Linked DNA regions of Gossypium hirsutum: region 1 is linked to region 2. The links are chromatin contacts, called in public Hi-C maps. All regions are on one chromosome and are shown on one strand. The core of a region is the stretch at or near the end of the contact, and the rest is flanking DNA. Distances in the headings are between cores, read along the strand shown. Region 1 holds the start of LOC107887317 (receptor-like protein kinase FERONIA). Region 2 has its middle 43 kb from the start of LOC121225776.

Region 1 (2,700 bases), core at 115-2,614, 180 kb before region 2:
TGTTATCAGTAAACTCGCAGAAATGTAACCTGACCAAGTAGGAGAATCCAGAGTCAACACCGAACATCCAAGTTAAATTGTAATGATTGTTTATTTCAGCATTCGGCCCCATGGATCTAGCAGTGGCGTATACATCTTTTGGTGCAATATAAGTGGGCATGGTTCCATAATCGATAGTGACATTCGGATCAGCAGCCCCCGAAACACCATACGCAGCCCCAAACAGGTATGGCTGGTCATCATACCAAGATCTAAACAGACCTGTATCAGCCGAAGGTGAGATATCATTTCCACCGACATTCAGTCTGTAAATATTCTCGAGGGCAGTGCTATTATCGATGGTGAAGGGAATATTCTGTCCGACAATGGACATCCCATCGGCATTACCATAAATATCAGGCATTGACAAAACCTCAATCCCATTGACAAACGCATAGGCATTAGAGGGAGTGGAAGGAGTAAATGTTAGGTTCAAATGGTCATCATCCACATTGATGGAATACTCCTTAACAACAAAAGCATAATTCAAAGCTTCACTGGTTTGAGCAGCACTGAAATTCTTAAGAAGAGTGTAGGAACCACAAGTGACCGAAAACAAAGCATTGGCTGCAATCTGCCCATCGTAGGAATTAGCATAGAAATACAACCTAAGGAATTTCCGACCAGGTACGACCGGGAAACTATAGGTGAAGTTGGAGCGAAAAACACGGGCTGTCATGTAAGGAACTTCGGGAACGGCAGGATCTTGCGTGGCAGCTTGGGAAGCCACCGAATTCCCGCTTCCCACCAGAAACTTCGACCCAACATCGGGTGTCCATTTCCGATTATCATTATCGGTGGCCTCAGATTTCCCACCACAATTTAGAAGGATTTTTTCAGTTGGAACATAATCAGCAGCTAAGACAAGTTGAAACAACAAGGAGACTAGAATGATAATACACATAGAACAGAACGTATCAGCTGAATTCATGGTGGAGTCAAAATGGGGTTCACAACGCCAGATCCGGGACACATACAGGACTTTAAGCTTTCAAAATGGAATTATCAAATGAAACCCAGATTTCCTTAGCTAAAAGAAGATGAAGATTTCAGATCCAAAGGACCAACTATGAGTACCACGGATTAATCTAAATGAACGCAAGAACAAAAAAAAAAGGTATTGTGTAAAAGATGGGACTTTCAAGCCATTTACCTTAAGTAGCTGTCTAAGAGAAGTGAAGAGAGATATGAGTGACTGAGTCAAAAATGGAAGAAGACGCAATAACAGAAACTGAACGGCGGTTTTGTTTCTAGTTTAGTTTTGTGTCTGAAATGGAAACTCTGTCCAGTCGCACAACAATGAAGAACACACTAATGATTTTATTAATTCACTTAGACTTAATAAATTTATAATGGATTGTAAATTGTTATTCAAGTGTTTGATTAAAAGAAATTAAATAAAATTGTAAAAATATTTTGTGTTTGGATAAACGAAACGATGATATAATAGCATAACAAAAAAAGACTTAGCATAATTTTTTAGATAAATTATTACTATTATTATTATTATTATTAAATTTTAATAGGATTATTATTAAAAATAATTTAATTATATTCTAATATAATTATTATTAAATATAATTTAATATAAATATTTTTATATTAAATTAGATTAAAATATTTTATAATTTAAATTTTAAAGGATTAATATGAAAATTACTTTTTTTATTATTTAATATTATATAAAATAGTTATTTTTAGTGATATTAAAAAATAATTATTATGAAAAAAATAATGATCATTTTATTAAATGAATATTACGTTCAATCAAATAATATTTAATTAATAAAAGGAAAATGGTATTCCATTCTTTAACCAAACATGGTGTTATATTTAAGGTATTATTTAACATTGGTTGTTAATAAATTATAAATTTAGTCACCTATATTCGTATAAAAATTAATATATAAATTAACGACTTTCGGCAGTTGACAGTATGACATCAAACAAATTTTTGTTAAATTGCACAGCTAGTCCCTACATTGAAGAAACAAATTAATCAGTTGGTCAAAAACATTAAAAGAATAATGTTGAAGTTTAAAGGAGTGAAGGATTTCATTACTTCGAGCCTAACCTCAATCAAGCAATTAGCAAATTCTCCAACCTACACAAAAACATAATTTATTCAACTTGTTGTTTACCCTTAATTAATTACCTCTAAAATATTTCGTTAATACTCTTAACATTTACACATTTTATTAATTTATTTTTTTTATACTCATTTTTTTAAAAAAGAGTTAAATTTAATTATTCAAATTGTTTTTTAATAGAAATGCTAATTAAAATGTTAATTTTCTAAACATGACAACCTACATAGTAATTCATGTGTACTTCATTTTTCTTTAAAAAAAATATGAATATTTTTATTTTTTAAAATATTTAATAAATTTTAAATTATTTCTTGACTTAATATATTATGTTAACATGAAATATACGTATATTATCATACAGGTTGTCACACCAACGTCACTAAAAGATATTATATTTTAATTAACATTTTCATTAAAAAAAGTGATTCGATATTTTTTTTTAAAAATAAATGACTAAATTTAATGTTAAAAAATAAATTTACCATTATACATCTAATTATTTGCATTTACTTTGCTAAGATTTTATTAAGATAGAAGACTATGTGATATCCATTTTGACATTGTATAGAAG
Region 2 (2,700 bases), core at 193-2,692:
GCATTTACACAAATAATTTTGATATGTCATTGAACACAAAAAATGGATTTCCTGTCTTTGCCACTGTGGTTGAGGCAAACTATGTTGCAAAGAAACAGGATCTCTTTTCTGCCTACAAACTCACTCAGGAAGATAAGGAAGACATTGAGAAGTTGGCCAAGGATCCACAAATAGGAGAAAGGGTTCGTCGTTCATGATACTGTTATTTTATTCTGAACTGTCCCTTTGTTCTGTAACGAATATTGGAGTTCTCTCTTTTGGTGAATTTCTAATTTGAATGCTTGATGATCCACTTTTCAGATGATAAAGTCCATTGCTCCCTCAATCTATGGTCATGAAGACATAAAAACTGCAATAACTCTTGCTATGTTTGGAGGCCAGGAGAAAAATGTAGAAGGGAAACACAGACTCCGTGGAGACATAATGTACTACTTCTAGGTGACCCAGGCACAGCAAAATCACAGTTCCTTAAGTATGAGCTAGCTCTCTCAGTTCTTTGGTTTGAATCAGATATCTTGAACATGGATTTGAAACTTGAAGGTTTTTATTTGAAGGTATGTTGAAAAGACGGGGCAGAGAGCTGTCTATACCACTGGCAAAGGGGCTTCTGCCGTGGGGCTGACAGCAGCAGTGCACAAGGATCCGGTAACCAGGGAGTGGACCCTTGAAGGAGGAGCCCTTGTTTTAGCTGACAAAGGGATTTGCCTTATTGACGAATTTGATAAAATGAATGATCAAGACAGGTAAGGGAAAGCCTGGCATAAATTTAGCCACTATAATTAGATAACTTCAGCAAACACCTTTCGTCGTTTGCTTTACTTTTTTTCTTTTAGGGGATTACTTGAGCTTTAAAATTATTGGAACATCTGTGCATTCAGGGTGAGTATCCATGAAGCAATGGAGCAGCAAAGCATTAGCGTATCAAAAGCTGGGATAGTAACTTCTCTCCAGGCTCGTTGCTCGGTCATTGCTGCTGCAAATCCAATTGGAGGAAGGTATGGATGGTTTATATATGAGATGATGATTTGGCCAATGGGTTCGTCGTTTAGAGTTTAGCGCATCATGCAAAGACCATATGGTGCACCAACAACGGGATTTCTTCACTCTTTGGATTCATTTCCTTATTATTCCCAATGAATAAAAAACCAAACTGGAATTGGCTGGACTCCTGGTTTCGTTTCAAACGGTTCAAAGTAAAATTTCTCTAAAATTGGGTTAAAAGGCCCATAACATATAAAACCTCAAAAGTTTGGTTTCCTAACTAGATAAAGAAAAAAAACCCGGTTTACTGGTTTTTAATCGTTTTTCTGGTTTCTGGTTTTCTAGCAATTCTGGTCAGTTCGACAGTAATTCAGTTTAATGTAAACTGGGTTTATTGCAGGCCAGCTCATGATGTTCATATCAATCTACTATGTACCTCTGCATTTAGCATTGGGTAAACCTCATACAATAACTGTCCTAGCTCTACCGTATCTTTTGTTTCATTTCTTCTCCGTAATCCACTTCAATGTAATTCTGATCAGTTCGACAGTAATTCAGTTTAATGTAAACTGGGTTCAACCAGTTGAAATGACTGGTCTTGTTTGGTTTTCTAATAATTGTTTATTCCCATTCATCCTTCTCACATAGAATCTTCTTTTTTAGATTCCCGGATGTCTTATTTTGGTTAAGAATCAATTCATAAAACTAATACGCATGCTTGCTTGCAGATATGATTCGTCAAAAACTTTTTCTCAAAATGTTGAGTTGACAGATCCCATTGTCTCTCGTTTTGACATCCTCTGTGTTGTTAAGGTTATTCCCTTCGTTACTCAATATTTAGTTTTCTTTGCAAAGCTCTATTATCAGACCTTAGTAGGATTAAGGTAAAAAACTAGATTTCAAATGCAGGATGTTGTTGATCCTGTAACAGATGAAATGCTTGCAAAGTTTGTAGTTGACAGCCATTTCAGGTCACAACCTAAGGGTGCTAATATAGATGACAAAGCCTTCAATGAATCCCAAGAAGAGAGTCAAGCCCCTGTTGGACTAGCCGATTCAAAGGTTCATAGTGGCTGTTCTATTATCCTAACTGCTTGTACGTTTTAGACCTTGTTCTTCAAATGATCATATGAATTTTTACGTTTGCATTGCAGATTCTTTCTCAAGAATTACTAAGGAAATATTTAACCTATGCCAAGTTGAATGTATTCCCAAGGTTCCATGAAAAGGATATGGCCAAGCTTACTAAAGTTTATGCTGATTTGCGAAAAGAATCTTCTGTAAGATTCCTTTTCTCGTTTTGCTGGTGATCTGAAAGTGATTTTACTTTAATGCCCTAATGCTTTCTTAATTGTCTGTGTAGCGTGGACAAGGCGTCCCTATTGCAGTTAGGCATATTGAATCGATGATCAGGATGTCTGAAGCACATGCCAGGATGCACCTTAGGCAGCATGTCACCGAAGCAGATGTAGACATGGCTATACGGGTCCTTCTTGAGTCATTCATTTCAACACAGAAGTTTGGGGTTCAAAAAGCCCTACGAAAGGTATAACCGGAGGTTCACTCTCTTTCAAGAACTTTCTCCATAAGGTGCAAATACGGAAATACCTTTAAAAAAAATGCCATAATGCAGTATGTTTTTCCCTCTTATATGTTTGTCCAGAATAGGTATGAAGTATTTTGTACTTTTTTCCTCTATATTTTGGCAATATATTATTT

What was found. Hi-C and Micro-C count contacts between places; a contact is called where the count stands out from the background.
Region 1: a contact with region 2 is called in a Hi-C map of leaf, with 2.8 times the contacts expected there. The contact joins the promoter of LOC107887317 here to the enhancer-like site in region 2. A contact is called at or near these places in 14 of 34 Hi-C or Micro-C datasets (callus, hypocotyl, leaf and 2 more).

What each region holds. Positions count from the first base shown.
Region 1 is chrA03:38,198,066-38,200,765 of Gossypium_hirsutum_v2.1, reverse strand. It overlaps LOC107887317 (receptor-like protein kinase FERONIA), which reads right to left and starts at 1,364. Exons shown (of 1, transcript XM_041109145.1): 1 at 1-1,364. The coding sequence starts at 970.
Region 2 is chrA03:38,016,508-38,019,207 of Gossypium_hirsutum_v2.1, reverse strand. It overlaps the pseudogene LOC107887314. Among protein-coding and RNA genes, the nearest start is that of LOC121225776, 43 kb to the right of the region's middle. Within about 2 kb of position 1,442, at least 2 of the 9 cell types and tissues checked have an H3K27ac peak or open chromatin away from gene starts, as enhancers often do.